Regions from separate parts of the Mus musculus genome. Here regions 2 and 3 are each linked to region 1. Evidence: chromatin contacts called from public HiChIP or PLAC-seq and Micro-C data. All regions are on one chromosome and are shown on one strand. The core of a region is the stretch at or near the end of the contact, and the rest is flanking DNA. Distances in the headings are between cores, read along the strand shown. Region 1 holds the start of Dnajc6 (DnaJ heat shock protein family (Hsp40) member C6). Region 2 holds the start of Ak4 (adenylate kinase 4). Region 3 holds the start of E130102H24Rik (RIKEN cDNA E130102H24 gene).

Region 1 (2,893 bases), core at 358-2,857:
AAAAAAAAAAAAACAAATCCCACTCCTGAAATGATTGTTGAGAAACCACTCGTGGACTCCTGTCTTCACATTCCTCATATGGAGCTGCTTTCTCTGCACAGTGTTTCCTCAAATGACCATGGGTCAGAGTACAAGAATCTCTTAAAGCTTTGAAGGAGAGCCAGAAGATAAATAGCATTCATGTACCATAGATCTAGACAGGCACAGCTCAAATAACCAAGCATAGCATCACTTCCCAGACCCTGAAAACAGCAGTCCACTAGGAACAATGTTAACTGTATATAAGATGATCCGAGAGAACCTCACACCAGTACCCTCTTTGATTTAAACCAGAGCTTAACTAGTAAACTCCTTTTTAAACTAGAACAACCAAATATCTGGGGATAGTATTTCATGTCACTTTCAGGAAGACGGAAATAGAAAATGATAGCCCAAGGAAAGACATTATACAATTAAAATCCACAAGTGATTATAAAGTCAAGGAATAAAATCCTACTTGGTTTCATCCCAACATGACTCCCACCAGAGTCCTTAGCTGCCCCAGGATTAAAGCCACAAAGGTAGAGCCGGCCCCTGTGGTTCCCATCCTGGAAAAGTACACAAACAGCCCTTACACAAGTCTTTGGACAGCAGGGATTCCTGGATGACTGTTTTGATACACAAATCGCTAACTGTCACGGAGTCTGAGAGGTCTGTAACTCATTAAAACATTTTTCTGAGACTTGCAAACACAGATACAAACTTTAGAACCAACTCCCTATATGAGGAGCTTTAAGAAATTTTAGCATGCAAAAGGATAAGATCAAAGCCAACAACAGAGGAAACAAATTGCATTGTGTAAAGTGTAAGGGCTGTGTTGTTAAACAGGGCTCTTGATCCCAGTAAAGCCTTCCGTGGGAGAAAGGAAACATTAACCCTAGAGGAGCTTTACATAATTGTAAATAACAGCAGCCATCAGGGGAACAACTGGTATAAAAGCGGTCTGCAAACAGCAAAAGCACCAAGCATTTCTCCTTCACCTCGGCTCAGACAGTTGGGCGGAGAAACCAGCCACTTTGCTTCCAGGTACCACCCTCCCCTGGCTCCCCTCCCTCCCTTCTCCTCCCCTCCCTTTCCTCATCTCCCCGCCCCCAGCTGGTGCATTCAGCAGCCTAGGGAGATTAAGAGGTGCTTGCTAATGTCACCGAGCCTCCAGACGGATCTAACGTTTCTTAGCTCCCTGGACCAAAGAAATTAGAGACGTTACACCATGTGGTATTAGATGCCATGGCCTACAACCCAGCCTCTCCTAGCCTGGACCGGGGATGTGCACCGGGCCGAAGGACTGAGCCACAGCGGCCGCTACCTGAGCTGTCCGTGGTGCTGGCGCGGTGCGGAGGCTGCCGGGCGGGACTACGCACCGCGCCCGCGGTCGCCCTCTGCGTGCCAGCCGCCGCGCCCCGTGCGCTCGAGTCCCCGTGACTGTCCACCAGCTGCAAAGATTCATAACCATCGCTGCTGGTCTTTTTCCGGTAGCTCCCGAGGAGGCTCATGGGCAAGCCCGGAGAAGAGGGGGAAGAAAAAAAAATCAACCTGGGAAAGGAAGGGGGAGGGGAAGACGGGACAGACTAAGAGAGGGATGAAAAAAAATAACAATAATAATCAAGTGCCCGACATGACGCGAAGAGGAGGGAAAGAAGGGAGCGGCCACCAGGAAGGGCTCTGCAGCCACCGCCCCGGGCACAGCGCACCCAACCGGCCCCGGCCACCCGTAGGCTGGACAGCGCCCGAGGAAGTGTAGGTGTAGCCGGGCAAAAGCCGGGCAGCTCCCGGAGTGGCTGGAGGGGGAGGGAATAAACAGAAGAGAGTAAAGGAGGGGAGAGTCGTAGGGAGGGAGGCTGAAAGCGGAAAACGGGGCGGGGCGGGATGGGGAGGGGACCACGACAACGCGGAGGGAGGGGTGTGTCAGCGCGGCCGTGCTTCAGGAAAAAAAGGGGAGAAGGTGTCTTGGAGACCAGCACCCTTGGAGAGAGAGCCAGGCACGCCCATTTCATGTAACTCAGCTGGTCTTTGTTGGAAGTGAAAGACGCCTGGGTTGATCGACCTGGTGGACTGGGTTGTAACTCCAGTAGGAGGGGAAAAGGAATCTGTTGATGGCAGGCCATCTGTGTACCCAGAGCAGGCGGAGCGGCATTTCTGCACGCTCCTGGCACGGGATGAGCTGTGGATATGAAAGCTGGCTAAAGGGGGTAAGGGAGCCAGGGCCAGATCTATTCAGCAACTATGTCCTGTGCACTTCCAGGTTTCTTATCGTTTACCTAGGAACAAGGAGAAAGGACTCCTCAACTCAACTCCTCAAGCTGGCTTGAAGGATGTCTGGGAAGAGAAATATACCAGATTTTCTTTCCATCCTCTAGCCTCGCCCCTCATTTTTCTTTCATAGTTGTAGGCAAGAAAAACAGCCATTATCAGAGGGGATCTGTCACAAAGTTAATTAGCAGCAGGGCCCTCTTCTTGAAGAAGGCTCTGCAAGCCCATGTGACTAGCTGTCCGCTTGTGACTTTTTTGTATTCTCAAAGAGTCCCCCAGCATTGTGTGAGTGTCAGGCCTCCACAATCTAGATATGAACTGTGTTCAGTCTCAAGATGCAAACACCCAAAGCTTGTTTTCACCTGATAGTATTTCAGAAGGCTCCCTCCTCAGCTCAGGTGAAAGACCAGATAAAAATGTTGACTTAAAAGTATCATTTTCCTCTTCTAGCCCTTGGATAAACTAAGAGGACAAACCTTTCAGAAGCACTCTGGCATGTTCCTGTGATAGGAGAAGAACGAGTGCACATGTGTGCTGTGCGTGGGGGCAGGGCACAGGCAGAGTGCCGGCCTGACCTGCCTGTTGGCTTACATAGTTGTCTCTT
Region 2 (3,061 bases), core at 197-2,696, 130 kb after region 1:
CATGGTGCGGTACCTGCCTAGATTATTAGAAGACCCGGTACGCACAAACGCTTCTATCTCTGACACACATATGAGGGAAAGTACCCCTGATTGTCCAAATAAAGGCTGGTCTTTGCAACCTGCTTCAGGGTATAATAAGTAGCTTTTCAGATGCTTCAAGAGGTTGCTTTTAATCGCTTTCCAACATTGTCCTCCACCCACCTGTTCATGATCCTAGGTGCTTCTGAAATGCAGATTTATTAACAATTAACCCATAACAAGCCATAACCACCGTGCACACAAATGAGAACAGAAATAGGGAAGGATCTTATGGGCAACACATTTCATAAGGGGTTTGCTAATTAACACTCATCAGCATCCCAGGATGGTCTGCGCCCCACAGTAGCACGCGGATAACTCACCTTCTTTGGAACCGAGGAAGAGGGGAGAAGGGAGACACTTGCAAGACTAAGTGATGGGGCGATCTAGACCCCCAACTTCACCGCATCCGCCAAGGGACAACCTCAAAAGGCCACTTGCAGCAAAGCTGCACTCAAAATGCAATCTTTCAGAACAAGTCTCCGGGTCTGCAGGCGGCCAAGCTGGGCTTGAGGAGGGGGGGGGGGGGTTAGCAGGGACAGTTCGTCGCGGCCGCCTGCACCGACCACAGGCCTTTCACCGCCACGCAGCACTTAGCTCCAGGCTGGAGCGCGCGCGAGAGGCCGTGGGGGAGCGAGCCGCAGAGTCCCAGAGCGCCAGCGGCCGCGACTCCCACAGGTGGGCGGCGCGGTGCTCGTCTCCTCGCGGGGGAAGGCGACCCGCGGTTGAGAAGGACCACAACTGGGAACCCAGGGGCTCGGCTTTCGGCAGGCGGCACGAGAGGCCAGTTAGGGTCCCCGCCGAGAGGCTCGCGTTTCCCTCGGCCTGCCGTGCAGGGTCCCTTCCCACGCGCGTGCGGCCAGTGCAGTCCGAGGCGCTGCCGAGCAGCCTCGGCCTCCCCCGGGCGCGGTTAAGCAGCGCGGGCGGGCGGGCAGGCTGGCGGCCGGCTGCATGCGCCGCGGCACGTACAAGCCCGCACGGGCACACGCGGGCGGGGGCAGGGCGCCGGCGCCGAGGGGACCCGAGCCCGCGACCGCCCTGCTCCCGGCCCGACCAACCCGCCAGACTCGTCTCTACCCTCACTCCCCCCGCCTTAGCTCCTCACCCGTGCCGGTCTTGAGGTTCTCCCGCAACAAGTGGCCGCTGGAGAGATGCTGGAGGCCAAAGTTCTGGGCGATCCTTTCGCAAACGGTGCCCTTGCCAGAGCCGGGCGGCCCGAGGATGACCGCGCGCAGGAGTTTGGAAGCCATGGCTTTGGCGGTGGCCAGGACGGCAGCCCGCGCACTTTGCCCAGCAGCCCCTGCCTCGACACCCTCCGCACGCGGGGACTCGCCTGCCACCCCTACAGGGGAAAGGAGAGGCTTTAAAGACTGCCCCGCCCCTCGGCCCCGCCCTCCGCCACCTCCTCGGGCCCCGGCCGCTCCGGTGAACCGTCGCAGCCCCCACCCCACCCCCACTCCCATCCCCCGGCCTGCAAGCTCGGCCCTCTGGGGTCAGAGGTCAGTCAGACCCACCCGAGTCCTTCCCTGCTGCCCAGTCCAGGCGCGCAACTCCGGGAAGCCCCTGCCGGTCCCCGCACGTGGGCAGAGTGGGAGCAGCTCTCCGGGCGCTTCTCGGTGACTGTCGCTTCCCCCCACAGTGGCCGCTGCCTGCAACTGGAGGGGCCCACCTCCGTCCCGAGCAGCCGGGGAGACACACACCTCGGTGGAAAGGAGCGCGGCCAGACTTAGCCCGGATCCCGCTGGGCGGCGCCGCCTCTGCCGGGCTGGCCGCGCGGGACTCGCTGCTTCTTACGTAAGCCGGGAGCCGGCTCCACGCTACCGCCGCCGCGCCCCCTCCTCTCCCCTCCCGGCGTGTCCGGAGCCAGGCTGAGGCTGCGGGGGCGAACGGAGATGAAGACGCCCAGAGAGAAAGGAACCGCCTGGGGACCCGGTCTATTGTCAAGGGGAAGGAAAAACACAACTTGTTGAGCGCCTACCCTGTGTCCAATTCTAGGCTGTGTGATTTTATTATGCAACCTTTACAGGTACCGATGGAGGAAGGCTTGGAATATGTACGCACCATTCGTTCATATACTTAGCAGTGTAAAGTGGAGATCTCTTTGTTTTAATCCCTGTGAGGGAATCAAAACGCCTGAGACTGTCCCTTAAACCAGGGTGGTTTACACCAGTGTTCACTGCAGGCCCTGGCAAGAGTAGAAAGTTGTGGGCGGGCCTGAACTTATTACTTACTTATTGAGACCTAATCTCAAAAAAAAAAAAAAAAAAAAAAAGTAAAAAAAGATCTATTGTATACCCAACGCTCTTCTTTTTGCTTGATATACAACAACAACAAATGATCGAATCCTGGCCCCATAGTTGCAGCCAAAGTTTTAAAACCTTGACTGGCTCCATCCAATGCCAGCGCCCTGAAGAGGAGGAAGAGAAGGATGACTTTGGCTGTACTCCGAGGAAGAGAGAGAAGGACAGAGGATCCCAGGGCTTCTTTGCCAAGGATATAATACTCTCGACTCTGCTCACCACCTCAAACGGCGGCTTTCTTTTCCTTGCCCCTCACATACCAACCAATACTCCCACATGCCTCAGCCTTTGCTTTGATTTGTTTGAGACAGGGCTTCTCTTCACAGCCCAGGATGGTCTTGAACTCACCATGCTTTTGCCACTGCCTTTTTTTTTTTAACTAGGTATTTTTTTTTCATTTACATTTCCAGTGCTATCCCAAAAGTTCCCCCATATCCTCCCCCACTCCGTCGCCATCCACTCCCACTTCTTGGCCCTGGCGTTCCCCTGTACTGGGGCATATAAAGTTTGCATGTCCAATGGGCCTCTCTTTCCAGTGATGGCCGACTAGGCCATCTTTTGATGCATATGCAGCTAGAGTCAAGAGCTCAGGGGTACTGGTTCGTTCATATTGTTGTTCCACCTATAGGGTTGCAGATCCCTTTAGTTCCTTGGGTGCTTTCTCTAGCTCCTCCATTGGGAGC
Region 3 (3,273 bases), core at 181-2,680, 190 kb after region 1:
CAGCTGTCTCTCGGTCCAAACAAACTGGGGTCTAACACGGTATTTAGCTTAGACCTACCCTGTGTCTCTCACCTGTAAGTGGTAGCGCCCTAGTCAACGCTAAGGTCCACTTCTGCTTTCAATCATACGAGAGGCACGCAGAAGAGAAACAAAAGTGAAAGCTCTTGAAGGAACACACACAAGTAACCGAAAGCACCAAACTCTGTCACTGAGACCTGGCAGAGTTCCAGACATTTATCCTTTCAGCAACCGTGAACTCTGGGCACCTATCACGTCCTGTGAATGTGAATTAACACGGTAGAACACGAATCGGCCCAAAGCTCTGCAGCAGTCTTCTCAACCCTTCCTAGCACTGAACCTTTTATTTAAATTTCTACCTCAATAAATCCAGCCACGATGCACGCCCTCGCCCAACCAAACCAAACCAAACCAAAAAGCCCGCAACGCCACAAACCATCCCTAAGCTGTGCGTCCAGCTTTAGGAAAAGAGAAAAGGAAGCAGAAAGAAAATCTGAACTGGTCTGATTCCCCCTGCCCTCGCCATGTGGGGGTCCTCGGAGCGAACTGTTTTACAACTTAGAAAATGCAGCGGTCTTCCGATTCTGTTATTTGAATGGACCACTGAGCCACTGGAGCCAGGCAAGGGCAGGCAGCCGGGTACCCAGCAGAAGGATGGAGCACAAGGCCCGCACAACCAGGATCCGCGGACCCTGATGATGGGAGGATGCTTGGAGCACCCCAGCCTCCGGCTCCTGGGCACGGAGAGACCGGCGCGCACGCGCGCACACGCACCACGTCCTTCGCCTGGAGTTGTGTCTCGTCTCCCTTTTGTTTTTCTCCCTTCCCGGTCATGAGACCCGGAAGTTTTTTTTTTTTTTTTTTTTCCTTCAATCCTGTCTCTCTCCCTTTTCCACCCCCCCCCCCCCTTCCCCAATCTATCACATGGCAAAGCTAGAATAAAAACAGAAAAATGGCGACGGTCACGTTGTGGCGAGCCTTGCTGCGTCATTAGATAATCCTCATGCAAATAGCGGGATGAACAAAGAAAGGGGGGCTCGGGACCCCCGAGGGCGCAGGTGGGTGCGGGGTGCGCGCGGCCGCGGGGGCGGCGTCCGTGTGCGCGCTCCGGGTGCTGCGCTCTCGGCCCCGGGCTGGCGGCGCGCCCTGGCCGGCCCGCGGGGCGCAGAGAGCGGCTGTGCGGCGCGCGCACGGCGCTCGCACCCGGGCCGGCCCCGTATCCCGGAGCCCGGAGACGACGGCGGGGGCGGAGGCTGCTGTTGGACGCCTTTGGGCGCTCGGCGCCAGCTCCGGTAGGCGGCGGACCGCGCGGGGCGGCAGCTCGGGGCCAGGCCCGGAGCTGTGGCGCACTCGCTTTTCCCCCCACCCCCGCCCGGTGGCTGGGCGCTGGCGCGGTTCCCTCGCCGTCCCGCGGCCGCTGGAAATAGAGCCGGGATGTTGTTTACATGACGGATCCGGCGGGAGGAGTCTGCGAGGAGGAGGCGGAGAGAGGAAGAGCGGAGTCCCCGCGGCGGCGGTGGCGGGCCGGGGTGCGGGCGAGCGCCGCGCGGTCCCCGAAGCCTGGACACGGGAGCCTAGGGTAGGCAGGCGGGGGCGCGGGCTGCGGGAAGGCTGTCAGAGTGGGCTTTGCGGTACCTAGCCTGTCACGCAGACTCTTGGGGGGCAGGGGGAAGGAAAATGGAGAGAGGTTGGGAGAACCTCTGTTTCCCCTTACGTTTGGGAACGCCCCCCCTCTTATCCCCCACTCTTTCCCGCTTCTCCCTGGACTCACCTGTTTGTTTCCACCGCTCAGGGCTCTGGGTTTTTGTTTGTTTGCTTGTTTGTTTTAAACGTGCGCCAGAGGGGCTGGGCTTATTACTATTATTTGCGAAATTATTGGGAAGGCGAGAGGGTGTTGCTGTAATCGATCCTAGTCCAGGTCGGTTTTCAGGAGGGGGAGGGGACTTGGCGAAGACCCCGGCTCCTGGCCGCAGCTGACCCCGGGGCTCCTCCCCGCCTTCCCGGTGAGGAATCCTTTCCCTTGCCCCGCGAAGCCAGCTGCCACCTTCCTGGAGAAAGACCACACCTATGCTTCTTCCCGCTTTGGAGGCGAGGTGAGCTAAGAAGCCAGACAGTGCCCTGCCCACCAGAGCTTGGCCAGACCTCGACACCCCAGAATTGGTAAAAGGCGCTTCTTTTCACCTGCTGATAGCGTTGGTACGTCAGCCCTCTCTAGTCCCCAGAAGTTGCAATTCACAGTTTACGTTAAAATTTGTCTCTTTCTTCACCCTTCTTCCCACCGGCAATGAACTGTTGAGTTTAAGTTGAAAAAGAGAGGTGTCTCCCGCCCTGCCCCTAGTGAGGGTTTTTTTTTTTTTTAATTCCACAGTAGGTCTTCCACTCAGACCTGCACTTCTCCGGTCTCCTCTATCTCCCACTAAACTTAGCCCAGAGCCAGGCCTAAGCTTTTATTCCCTGTGGGCCGCACCCTGGCCCCTTGCCTTTCTACCGAGCCAAATGCTTCTCAAAGCAGAAGGCACACCCAGCCCCAAGTCTCTTCCAAGAGGGAGGGAAGAAGAAAGGATTTGGGGGGGGGTGTCCTCAAGTTCCGGTTTCCAAAACCCCCGTAGCATTCTCCTCCCGGAGCCTCCTGAATTCTTCCTAACAGCTGTTTTCTGCAGTGCCTTTTGCTCCTCCTGGCCTTATATTGGAGAGAGTGGATGGGGAGAGATAGCCACCCCCACCCCTTTCCTAGAACTAGGCAATTTTTTTCTCTGTCTTTTCATTTATTATGTTTGGAATATAAAATATGCAAGTGTGATTGCCTGTTATTAGAGTTGATTTTCTTCCTGGCTAGTGACTAACTGGGACTCCAGAGGGAAGGAGAGGTGAGGGATGGTGAGAGGGGGATCGTTCACCACCTATGTGTCCTGGGAATTGCCAGAAGAGACCCTTCTGAAAAAAGGCACTTCTCCCTTCCATGACATCACCACTAAGCCCTTCCAACTTTAGCTTCAGAACAGGAAGAAGGCTCAAAATAGAACTAACTACCTTAGGAATCCAGTTCCTTCACGAGATCAACTTTGAAATCAGCGGCTGGGGGAACAAAGTGAGCTGTGACCCAGCGTGAAAGGGAAGAGAAAGCTATAGTGTTAGTAAATGCTTTTCTCGAGGTAGTCTGGAATACTGAGGCTCATGAATGATAACTGAGGTGTGGTGTTTATTATTCATATGTGTTGGCATGTAAACAGTAGCAGGTCTTTGTATGTATAAAGT

What was found. A called contact is a pair of places that touch in the nucleus more often than the background predicts. HiChIP or PLAC-seq counts read pairs in DNA pulled down with a chosen protein or histone mark.
Region 2: an H3K4me3 HiChIP or PLAC-seq map of embryonic stem cells shows a contact between it and region 1, with 23 read pairs. The contact joins the promoter of Ak4 here to the promoter of Dnajc6 in region 1. A contact is called at or near these places in 1 of 15 datasets of contacts at CTCF or cohesin (the NIH/3T3 cell line), 3 of 484 Hi-C or Micro-C datasets (all in embryonic stem cells) and 2 of 115 datasets of contacts at active chromatin or transcription factors (both in embryonic stem cells).
Region 3: a Micro-C map of embryonic stem cells shows a contact between it and region 1, with 8 times the contacts expected there. The contact joins the promoter of E130102H24Rik here to the promoter of Dnajc6 in region 1. A contact is called at or near these places in 1 of 39 promoter capture datasets (hippocampal neurons), 1 of 484 Hi-C or Micro-C datasets (embryonic stem cells), 3 of 115 datasets of contacts at active chromatin or transcription factors (embryonic stem cells and epiblast stem cells) and 2 of 9 other capture datasets (embryonic stem cells and pancreatic islet).

Annotation. Positions count from the first base shown.
Region 1 is chr4:101,549,308-101,552,200 of GRCm38.p6, reverse strand. It overlaps Dnajc6 (DnaJ heat shock protein family (Hsp40) member C6), which reads right to left and starts at 1,607. Exons shown (of 19, transcript NM_001164583.1): 1 at 1,346-1,607. The coding sequence starts at 1,532. Gm36012 (predicted gene, 36012) reads left to right here and starts at 1,000. Exons shown (of 2, transcript NR_168609.1): 1 at 1,000-1,065.
Region 2 is chr4:101,418,088-101,421,148 of GRCm38.p6, reverse strand. Ak4 (adenylate kinase 4) reads right to left here and starts at 1,446. Exons shown (of 5, transcript NM_009647.5): 1 at 1,184-1,446. The coding sequence starts at 1,328.
Region 3 is chr4:101,354,405-101,357,677 of GRCm38.p6, reverse strand. It overlaps E130102H24Rik (RIKEN cDNA E130102H24 gene), which reads left to right and starts at 1,430. Exons shown (of 2, transcript NR_040708.1): 1 at 1,430-1,597. All of the region lies in intron 1 of 0610043K17Rik (RIKEN cDNA 0610043K17 gene), which reads right to left.